Regions from separate parts of the Mus musculus genome. Here region 1 is linked to region 2. A link is a contact called in public Hi-C data. All regions are on one chromosome and are shown on one strand. The core of a region is the stretch at or near the end of the contact, and the rest is flanking DNA. Distances in the headings are between cores, read along the strand shown.

The links. A called contact is a pair of places that touch in the nucleus more often than the background predicts.
Region 1: a contact with region 2 is called in a Hi-C map of embryonic stem cells, with 2.6 times the contacts expected there. The contact joins two enhancer-like sites. A contact is called at or near these places in 3 of 484 Hi-C or Micro-C datasets (all in embryonic stem cells) and 2 of 115 datasets of contacts at active chromatin or transcription factors (both in embryonic stem cells).

Annotation. Positions count from the first base shown.
Region 1 is chr14:9,328,979-9,335,233 of GRCm38.p6, reverse strand. No RefSeq gene overlaps it. Among named protein-coding and RNA genes, the nearest start is that of Gm41097, 120 kb to the left of the region's middle. Within about 2 kb of position 3,368, at least 20 of the 459 cell types and tissues checked have an H3K27ac peak or open chromatin away from gene starts, as enhancers often do. A contact at or near this core is called in embryonic stem cells, where this site is marked.
Region 2 is chr14:8,607,156-8,612,930 of GRCm38.p6, reverse strand. The region is part of intron 4 of Cfap20dc (CFAP20 domain containing); the gene reads left to right. Among named protein-coding and RNA genes, the nearest start is that of Cfap20dc, 56 kb to the left of the region's middle. Within about 2 kb of position 2,625, at least 8 of the 459 cell types and tissues checked have an H3K27ac peak or open chromatin away from gene starts, as enhancers often do. A contact at or near this core is called in embryonic stem cells, where this site is marked.

The DNA of each region.
Region 1 (6,255 bases), core at 2,119-4,618, 720 kb before region 2:
ATATTTGAATCTTATGAACATCTGAAATAGAAAACAAGTCATCCTGTAGAGTTATACTTAGATGGTTGAAATTGGTGTGACAACTAGTTAAGAACACACTGAAGCTGTAAATAACTGAACCATTATTTGTGATCTTTAGAAGACAACTATTGTCCTTAGGAGAACTGGGGGGAAATGTTTTTGATATCAGATCTATTTTGAAGGATTTTGAATGATCACTTCTAGTTTTTCAGTTCAAATTGAGTGATTGGAAACAACCTTGAGTTTGCCTAAAACATGTAGCATCGTATATCTAGCTTGAGTCAGCATTTCAAAGACAAAACAATGCCTGTAACATTATCTACCAAAATAGATGAACAGGCGTGTTATGTACCTGTCATTAAAATGAAATTATTAAATAGTTTTCTCATAAGAATTTTTATGTTTTGAAGATCATAAAGCACTTTTATTTTTGTTAAATTTCTGTTCTTTTAATTTCTTCTTTGATAACTTCATATGGTATGTTTTTATCATATTCTTTTCTGTCTTCCAACTCCTCGGAGATTCTACCTACTCCCTACCTAAAGAAATTTATATTCTCTGTTTTAAGACAAAAGAAACAACAACAAAGTGGAGTCTGTTTTGTATTACACATTTATTCCTAGGCATGGGGCTTAATTTACCCTGGAGTGTGGTTGATGTAACTAGTGTCACTTCATTGAAGAAAGCTGATTTTCTTCCTGCCAGTAGCTATCATTTGGAACAGCTTCATGGACTGGTTGGGATTTTGTGTTTGCTGTCCTCCCTTCATGCTGGGATTTTGTCTGAATTTCACAGTCTGAACTCATATATACAACTGCTCTATTGAGTTTGGAAAATGATGCTTCCCTAAAATCACCCACCACCTCTGACTCTCACAATCTTTCTGCTTCCTTTTCTGCATAGATCCCTGAACTTGGAGGTGGGGGTACGGGGGTGTATGATACAGACAACTCATTGAGGGCTGAATATACCAAAGTCTCTTACTCTGTATGTTTGTTTTAAGGTCCTGGGTCTCTGTGTTTTTACTGTCTAATTTCTCTCTTATCTGCTGAGGGCTGCTCAGCTACTCTACTTCTACAGTCCAGGCTCTCCTTCCTAGGGCATCATGCCTGCACAGTAAGCTGGGCCCTCCTACATCAATCAATAGTCAAGAAAATTCCCACAGGACACGCCCACAGGCCAATCTAATGGGAAATTATATGTTGATAAACTTGGTGATATATTAAAACAGGTACATAATGTAATATCAAAATATCAAAGGCCCTGTGGACAGGAAGGTGCTTTGGAGAAAGACCTCCAGCTACAAGAAAACTTACATAACCTGAAAGTCTCAGACAGTGTGAAAAAAGGTAGTTCTTCATTTGAGGTTCTTTTTTCAAGTGACTCCAGTTTGTGTCAAGATGGCAATAAGAGCTAATCAGCACAGAGAGAGAGAGAGCGGTCCATACAAAAATGCACAGACTCATGTACATAGACTCAGAGCACTAGGCTTTTATCATTCAGAATACACACAAATTGTTTGGCCAGTCTTTCTTCCCATCATTGGCTCAGCATCCCAGGAAAGCTCCTTAGGAAATGAAGCCCATCCACATTGTATTTCCTTTCTGTGTCCGTGTGCTATGGATTCTATTAATGTGGAACCACAATATGATTATTCTGTTCTGAAGATCCATCAAGAAAATCACCTCATAAACACCACAAGTGTGTCTTTAGACTGATCCCCATGTCCCCCCAACCACTGCAAGTGTAAGCAAGAATCAAACTATTTCTATGATTAGCTTCATACTATCTTTCAAATATCCATCTCCTTAAATAACATTTTCTTTCAGTATCACAAAACACCACTTCAGAGATTTGTTTGATTAAGTATTGCTTAAAATCATATTTGATGTAGACAATTAAGTAAACTCAAGTGCCAAACATGTATTGTCCCAGTGCTATATAATGTAGATGACCTGGAGCTATCAGTTACTTACAAACATCCCTTTGCATTTCCTTTTGTGCTGCTCTTAGTTAGATTTGAATTACACATCCAATAAATTAAAGAAAACTAAAGCTTTTCTAGAGTATGAGAGAATTTTTTCACACTGTCTGAGACTTTCAGGTTATGTAAGTTTTCTTGTAGCTGGAGGTCTTTCTCCAAAGCACCTTCCTGTCCACAGGGCCTTTGATATTTTGATATTACATTATGTACCTGTTTTAATATATCACCAAGTTTATCAACATATAATTTCCCTAAGAAGCAGCAATCATAGTCACAGTTATTACAATGTACTTACTAAATTTATAACACACACACACACACACACACACACACACACACACAAACACACACACACACACACACACACACCAAGCTTGCTGTGCCAAAGGCCGTTTTTTTAGAGATGGACACAGGAGGGATTTCATTGACTCTTGCTACTAGCCTAACCGTACACTGCTGTCCTGTCTTAGAAGCTAGAACAGAGTTTCTAGAGTTCAGAGAGTTCTCAACCTTAGCCAATTGCAGAGTGATCTGAGGCCTGCTGCAGGGATGACAGAGTTCTGATGTACTGATTAAAGAAGAATGTGTGAGGAATTGTGAGCTTCTTTCCAGTTTTAAAATCCTAATACCTTGAAACAACAAGCTGCAATCAGCCAATCTGAGAGCCCAAAGCTGCACTAGGAAAGAGAAACTACTGCATACAGATACCTACCTTTCTAGCCTTCTTTAGTACGTGTCAGACAAGTGGCTAGAGCTCCCAGACAGCTAGCCTAATTTATTTGACTAATTCTTAGGCCAGTAAAAGACAGTTGTCTAAAACAAAAAATAGAAGGTATCTAAGGGACAGAGGAGGTTATATACATAAGTATATATGCATACATGTGTGCACATGCTCATGAATACAGGCACACACATAATGCAGGTACCAACAGGAAGCAGTCAACTGACCCTAACACTCATTTTTAAAACAACAGCACCATGGAAATACTGTCAAAGAGAAAGTTAGGAAGTTCATGATTGGCAGGCCAGAAAATGCTCTGTAATAGTCTTGATTTGAATTCTGTCACACTTCAAGTTTGCAGTTTTCATTCCGTGAACCTGGACCCCACCATCTCCTCTCACTTCTTTTGGCAGAGAACCACACTCCTTTTTCCCCCTCTTTAGACAGCTATCTTACAAACGTATTGAGACAGAGCTTGTTCTCATTTTGAAATGACAGTCCAGTAAATAACTTTTGGGAGGATTAGAAAGTACCCTTTTCTTTCTTTTGTTCTGTCTTTACTCTCGCTCCCACCCTCTTTTCTTTCTACACACTGCCTCTTTGATATAATGGATCACAGTGAGAATTTCCTGTTTTTGATCTAGTTAGAAAATGGTCCCATTGCCTCAGTGTTGACGGCAGACAGAGCAGGTGCAGCTGAACTGCCCCAGGCCAGAAACCCTTTGTCTAAAACAAACAAAAAATCTTCTTCTCCCTACTTCCCCACTGAAGTCTGTCCCCTGCCTCTCAACTGGAAAGCTAACCTGCAGGCATCCGCAGCAGGGGGTTGGTTTCTACAAATCACAGCAAAAGGCAAAATTGAGCAAGACCCTCTGTCTGTAGGGCAGGTTTCCCTGTTCCCAATTTATTGGGGATGACATTTCTGATAATGTCCTTATATTAAAACCTCATGTCCATATTTTAATTCTACCAGGATATCACAGTATAGCACATAATAAGAAAGTGCCATCAAGAAGGATTACCAAAAAGATATTGTACAACTTCAGTAGAGAGAAGGAGGGAGGGGGCAAAGGAGGGAGGGAAGGAGGGGACAATTTATAAAGAGATAAACTAACAATTTTTTTGTTCTTTTTGAAGTTGAGTGCTCATCCCATTAAGAGCGAGCAGTGTAGAACATCCTTTTTTTCTTTAAATGGGCTAGATATTAAATCTTTTCTTCTAGTGGATCAGACATCATTATATATCAACCAACTCAGGCACCTGCTGTGCCTGTGGGCCATGTTTGGGGAAACAGACACTGTCTTTTCTACTAAATGATACACTAACACAAGGCACAAAGGAAGGTTTTGTTCAGTCTCTTCTTGTCAAACCATAGGTCACACAACATCCAAGAAGAGCTAATCACAAAAATGACCAGGGGTTGGAGAGCTGGCTCAGGAAGTAAGATTTCTTAGTTAATACTTCAGGTTCAGATCCCAGCATGCATGTCCAGCTCACAACCATTTCTAACTTCAGTTCCAAGGAGTCTAGTGCTCTCTGTTGGAGTCCTTGGGTACTGCATGCATAGCATGCAGGCAAACACACACACATAAATTAAAAGCTTCTGAAAACTATGGCCAGACAGTACTGAAGATCACACAAAGAAATTCTCTGAATATTTTTATGATTGGTTATGAGCAGGAGGAAGAAAGAAACATTGTTTCCTTCCAGCTATATGGTGGTGTTTTTTGTTTTTGTTTTTGTTTTTAAAAACACAGACGACAGAAAAAAAACCTCACGGGTATTCTTATTCTGAGTTTCAGAGATAACAGTGAATTACAGAGAAGTCTTCACTCGGTGCTTTCCATTTTATGCAAGAACTGTCTTTAAGACACCTTGTAAATTTAGGATATTTTAAAATTATTTTTTAAATTTGCATACAAAGTAATGGATTTCACTGTTACACTTACATATCATTATACTGTGTTCTTATCTCTTCTCTCATTACTTTCCCCATGCCCTCCAGGCCCACGATCCTGCTAAGTTGTCCCCTCCTGCCTTCATATCTCACATATCCATTATTAATAAACCACTCGGAAGCTTCTGGTTAAAAGGAGGGAGTAATTCTTTGCACAGCAGAATCTACTTCCCTCTCTTCTCAGTGCTCTGACCCAGCAAAAATTACTGTCAACTATCTGTCCAGCTGAGGGATATCGATTCCCTGGTTGCCATGGCAACACATGAGTTGTCAGGTCTATGTGACTCTTATACTCAGTGCCTCATCTGTTCCTCCTGGTGTTGGATTTTGACACGTTTTAAACCTTAATTAGTTTATTTGATGGGACTTGCACATTTTATTTTTATACTAAGTAGCTATTGAAAACACAGTCATCCAGAGAACGGATCACAGAGGCAGAAATCGGTTTGCTGTCAGGCCAACCAGAGATGACAAGAGCAAGAAGGAAGGGGGAAGCGCAGACTCTCTTCCTGCTCTACAGTTGCTGAGGAAAATCAAAACAGTTTTTGCCATCTGTCACGAAGCATGGTGTGAAAATGATGAAGCTGTTCGTTTTGACGGCTAAGGCACACTCTGCCATGGTGATCAGATCACAATATTACCGCGTCACTGCAGGTTCAGATCAATGTTCGCTAATGCTGTTTTTCCAAGAGAATGCATGTCCATCTTAACTTACTTTCCAGTGAGGATGGCTTCTGAGCAACCCATTAAGAGACATAGTTAAGTGTGGAGGACAGTTCACCTGAGGTGTGCTTAAATGGCGTTGGGGATTGGAGGAGGAAGAAGCAGCCCCATAAAGCCCGGTCACCTGGAGCAACCTAACTGTAGAACAGCGTCTTCAAATATGGTTTACACAGCCCCGTGCTAAAATGGGGTGCAAAGAGCATCTCAGGGAAACCAAAACACACACACAAAAACTGTCTTGAAGTGCCTAAGAAACTGTTTTCCTCTGTTGGCCCCTTGTAGTGATGATGTGGCAGTCATCACAGTGAAACTGCTAAGTGTAGCAGGCAGGAAGGTGATTGGGGCTGAGAAGATCAAAGGGTATACACATGTGGAAAAAATGTCACACTAAAAAATATGTCACACTGAAATCTATTCTTCATTTGTATTAAGTCTTAAAAGAATTAAAGTAAAGGGGGGTAATCATGCCAAGGTCCATCCATGTGCACATACAGGGCCATACAGAAATGTGCATACATGCACACAGGACAAATTTCATTCAGGAATGTCTTTGTTGGGAGCTTAACATGATTTAGCTTTTAATTTGCTACTTGCAAATGCAAACCTTTTAAAATTCTCTGTGTAATAAAATAGATCAGTCACAGAGAACAATTTGCAACACATTTCCAATCATCCATTGTGAACTTTAAAGCAAAATTCAGAGTTCTGGGAAAATGTTAACATACATTTATGACAATATTTTTGACATTCATCATTTAAATGTGTCAACATTTAGAAGATCTCCAACAATTTCCAAACAGTCCACGAAGAATGCTATATAGGTAGGTACTATTCATGCATTATACAATG
Region 2 (5,775 bases), core at 1,376-3,875:
TGGTTTTTAAAACATTTTCCCCACACCCTTGTGCAAGCTGGCTGACACAGAAAACTTCTGCAAATATAACTTTAGTAATTTGGGTCGGGGGCAGGGAGAAAAAACAGGAAGTTCAAATGTACTTTTCCTATACCAAATTTCCAAGTTGGAACTTTGTATTTCTGGTGTTTCCCATACTGAATGCAGTGAGATATAAGCCCTAGAACCCTTTTAAGATCCGAGACCATTCTGAGTTAGCTCTAGTGGTTACCAAAACAAGCCCAGTGCAAAGCCCTTTAAATATCCACAGTTTGTATCTCTCAGACCACATGCCATCACTATTATAGGTCCCATGGCTTGAAACTATCGAGTCCACCCACCTCTTTCTCCTTCTATGCAACCAACTCCGTGGACAGAGTCAGTGGACATCCCTGTCTTTTTCACTTTGTTAGCACTGACACTGTTTGCATCCTAACCTAAGTCCCTGTATCAGTCATGGAGCAGCCTCTTCCTGGGACATGCATGCTGAAAGGGAAGCCCTATTTCTGGGACAGCTATTACCAGAGTCAGTACTGCAGTGGGATCTTTGGAAGCTTTTCAGAGGCTCACTCAGTCATGTCTGGGCAGTACCTTACATTATCCAAACAACACAGGAGCAAACACCAGCTGAGTGTTTGCTGGACTCTGGACTCTAACATGCTCAACCCTGTGTTTGGAAAGTAGATTGTACATACTATCCTTACCTTGGCATCTGTGGGAACTGGCTGTCTAAGCTCTTACTGGATCACATTCTCTATACCTTTCTCCCAAGGCAGAAGTCAGATCTTGTAGGAGATCTCTGTGGACATCAGTATTGAGAGAAGTGCCTAGACATTCAGTCATTCACAACTCAATGTGACTAGACTTGTCCTCTCCTGAGCCTTAGGGTTTGAGTATGTCTTTAAAAGAAGTCATTATGGCCTAGAAAGATAGCTTAGTGAAATGCATGACACACAAACCTAAGGACCTTATTTTGATCCATAGCACCCATTAAGAAAGAAAACAACAACAACAAACAAACGGATGTGGTTGCTCATGTCTGTAGCCCAAAGACTGGGGAGGAAAGAAACAGGAGGATCGCTGGGGTTCACTACCCAGGCAGTCTAGTCAGTTGGTGAGTTCTGGCTTTAGTGAGAGATGAGTTGGAGGATGATTACAGAAGCTATCCAATGGCAGCCTCTGGCCTCTAAACGTGCATGTTCGAGCATGCACACACAGACACACTCTTTAACCTCCACTTGCCCAAGGCAAAACATCTTATCTATCGGGTACTTGGGTCACTGGTAATATGTCTGACTTCACAAAGGCGGAGGCCATAGTAATTCTTTACAATGCCTGTCAGCCCAGGGTCCTTCAAGGCTACCAAAGAGAGCAGGCAGGCATAAATTATTTCACTGTCTCTGGGAAACTCGCAGTCTGGGGACATTGCCCCTCCATTCTGAGATGGAGACAATAAAGCCTCTCTCAGTAAGCTGTCGTTAGGATTCACATTTCAAGATCGTATATGAAGTGGTCAATACATTCATCACCCAGACATCAATCATCACCCACTCTCTAGATCACATCCTAGGCCACTGCCAACTGTCTGGAAACACTGTGCTGCAGTTGTTTTCATTGAGAAGGGAGGAGGAGGAGGAGGAGGAGGAGGAAGAGAAGGAGGAGGAGGAAGAGAAGGGGGAGGGAGAGGAGGAGGAGGAAGAGGATGTTGATGATGGCACTGATGATGACGATGATTATGATGACAAATTTCACAAAGGTTTTGAGAGGACTGAATATATTAGTGCAAGTACTGTGTACATAATAAGAGTTCAATAAAACTGATGTATTATAAAAACAAAGTAACACCTGAGAGCTTTTAAAATCAGAGAACAGTGTTGTTCAAAGTGGCCATTGCTGTGAGATAAGGAAGTTGGACCACAGTGTAATACGGTGCTTTTCCTCTGTGAAAGCTTCTGGTAGGAAAAAAAGAGTGTTCTTGGTGAGAAAGCTTATTTACATTCTGGTGCTAGCTTCCTGTCATCTTTGTTGATCAATAATAAACAGCTTCAGACCAGATCTTTGCTGTTGTTTGTTTTCTTGGCACAGGATACAGTAGGCAGTGAGGAGATTCCTTTATACACCTGGCCTGAAAAATCTGTTTAAGATATGTTACTAAGGTAAATAAAAATTTTCTCCATAACAGCTTTTTGCTCATTTGTTGCAGTTAGCATAAACCACAGCTGTCTTTTGTTGTTGTTTGGTTGTTGGTTTGGTACTTAGTTTGTTAGTAGGTGACATGTATTTGTATAAATAAGTTTGGAAATGACACTGCTTGGCAATGAAACAGAATCTGGTGTTATTCAGGAAGGGATGCTCACAAGTAAAGACAGTCTTGATTCATTTATAGCCAAAAGAGTAACATAAAATTAGTAAATATATTATATTACTCTAGGGTGTCCAGAGAAGCATTCCTGGTACCTGTGTTGTGTCTTTCTTCTATGGCTTTGGCTTATGAACGTAGTGCAGTGATGGAGACAGAGAAGTCCCATAATCCATAGGGAGCAGAGTGGAGTGCCTGGAGTGGGTGACTCAGCTCAGACTGAAAGACCTGTCAAGGCGTGACTCCACATCACAAAGGAGAGGACTGCTGCCCCACCCAAAAGCAGGCAGAGAGCATGGTCTCTCCTACACAGTTTCCCTAGGACTGACTAGCTGAGGCCATCAACATCTGGGAGGCAGTCTGTTCTACAAAGCTGTCTAACTTGCACCAACTTTCATCTATATTCCTAGAATAAATATTTAACTAAGGCTGTGATCACTCAGTCGGGATGATACAAAATGAAACGAAACAGAACAAACAAAACAAAAGAAAAGTAATCTTTATAGTCATATTAGATCTTTATCTTTTGTTTGAAGATGAACTTTAGATATTCTTTTTAATTTAAATGTATTATTTTGAGAATTTCATACTAGAGTACTATATTTATAACAGTCCCCTCCCTCTTTATGCTGCAACTCCTCTTATGTCCTTTCCATTCTTTCTCAAATTTCAGATCTATTCTTTATTAGTTACCTACATATGTATACATGCATACTCACTCACATACAAAATCTACTGAATCCATTTAGTGTTGCTTGTATATACAATGTGCTCCAACCACTTGGAATTTGATAACCTATCAGGTAGCTGCTCCCCAGAGAAAGCTGGTTCTCCGTCTCTCATCAACCTTAGACTGCCTATGCCGCTTCATGTAGGAGTGAGGCCTTGCGAGGTTTCCCTACCTGCATCGGCATATTCATTAGTTTTGCCATTATGTGGGTCTTATCTAAGCAGCCATAGCATTGAGATCTCATGGGAACAGACTGCTGTGTCTAGAAGACACAGTCTAGCAGCAGATGAGCTGATCTGCTGGCTCTTACGGTCAGTTATTCCATCTCCTCTGCCATGCTTTTTCCTGAGCCTCAAGTATGGTGCAGCGACTGGCTGTGAGCATCCCATTGTCAGGCACCGCCTTTATTTTGACCAACTGTAGTTCTGAGATAGTCTCTATGTGTCATCAAAAGGAGCTTCCTTGGAAAGGAGTGAGGGCTGCACCTATCTGTGAGTAGAAGGGCGAGTGATCTGAATGCAGCTAGCTTATTCTGGCTTAGTAAAATACCAATAGTTGATTCCCCTAATGGTTCCTAATAAAAATAATACTCTAATTTTAGAAATGTTCTAACTCCTTTTGTTGTTTTAGATAAAAAATTTTTTAAATTTCTATAATAAGGTTTTGATGGGAAATTATTGACAACATTTTCCACAGAATTACAGTTGAAAACATGAAGATTTGGTGGTAGCTGTTTTGGAAAATTTTCAGTCTAAAAAATAGATTCAGTAGATGGAAAAAGTCTCCACAGAGAGACACAGAGAGGCAGGCTGCTTTGTGCAACTATATCTTCTAATTTTCTCTTCTAAGTGCCCCATAAGGCTGTGCAGTGAAGACAGTAACCCTCTGTCGAGGCAGAGAAAAGAGGTGTAGGTACTGTGGCCAGAGGGGTCTCAGAGCACAGAGGAAAAATGTTTCAAAAACCCAGAAAAGGGATCATTTGGAAATGCAAAAGAAAATGGAGATGCTTAGAGTGGATTGGATTTCCTCCTCAGAGGGAGAGGCATCCTGTCACCTCACACGGTACCAGAGCTCCACCTGCTGTACGAGAAAGGCAAAGAGGCAGAGCTGGGGCTGTGAAGGGCTTTCCCCACCCCACAATTAGCAGTTGATATTTTTGATCTTATGTTTCTTTACTCAAACCAAGTTGTTGACTTTCCTTATTCTTTCACTCCACTCATCCCTTGTCTTCCTGCTAATTTCAGTTTGAAAGATTTATGTTATCATTTCAAAAGTTGGCAATTCAAAGAAAACATGATTGGAAAGTATATTTGCTGGTTTGTTGATGTGTCTAGAAATACATATACATAAAGTGCAGTTTAGATGCTTGGTATACCTGCATAAACATAGCATGCCTGTATTAAACATAGCATGCCTGTATGAAACATGGGATGCCTGTATTAAAGGTGTGTAGCAAAGAGTGGAGAAGAGAGAGGCTGTATTGCCGCTGAGGAGAACAGCTCTGGCTTTAAATACTTGTGTTCTCTGACATTAATTTGATTGCCTCCGTGGGAAAGTTATTTAACTTTCTTTGTGAGCTACAGTTTCTCCAATAAAAAAAAAAATCTTAGGATAATGACACTGGCTTTTTTCTGCCTCATAGAATTCTTATCAGATAGAAGCTCAGGTAATGCCCAAGTTATCCAGCCACCACACTCCAGCCTCAGCCATCTGTAATGAAGCTCAGAACCAGAAAAGGGCTGCATGCATGAGAAAGGCTAAGCCCAATGTCTTACACTTGGCTATAAATTAAACCTATGAGCTACAGTACTGCCACAACATAAAGCTGGGATGTAAAGTAAGCACAGTGAGCTGTTTTTGTGTGCACTTGGGTGTGTCCATGTGTCTTCTCTCTATAGTTACATAGAGTTTTTAAAAGGAAGGCAGAAGAGTACAATATGAGTATACTTGAAAATTCATCACACACATAACTGGAGAAGGTGCCCAGAACTTGGGGTAATCAAGTTGAGATTTTAGTCTGCCACAGTACTGTATAAAGCCTTTAGCAAATGTACTCTGAATCATAGTTAGAATGTTCTTTAAAAAAATCTTTTATGTTTGTGTACATGTATATCTGTCTGTGTATGTATGCCATGTGTGGCCAATCCCTAGATCTGGAGTTAAAGTGGGATGTATTTTATTCAATGTAGGTGCCAGGAACCAAATGTAGTTTCTCTGAGTGAGCAGCCAAAGCACTTCACTGCTGAGCAATCTCTCTGTCCCAGAAAGCTCTTTTTATACATAAGTTTACAATGCATTGATAGGGAGGTAGGCCCTGTATACCCTGGCAAACAAGATGGAACCAGTTTATACCTGGGCAACTAGGGTTCTGAGTCTCTTTAAGAGCACCTAAACTCTAAACTCAAAAAGAAGATTAAGGACAATTTTATAAGTGCTTGAGAGCAAAACAAAAGGGTAAGCGAGCTGCAAAACTTAGCAGCTGTGGGGAGGAAGAATAGAGAAGAGGAAGAGATTGTAAAGTTCTGGGAGTAAGCACTCACTTGACAGAAGAGTAGAATAGTTTCAGAGAACAATGGAGAGCCAGGTCCGGGAAAGCACGCCCAGACCTCAGGGCTACATGTTGGAAGCTCTGCAAACAACTACATAGGGGAAAGATTTTCGGAAAGAA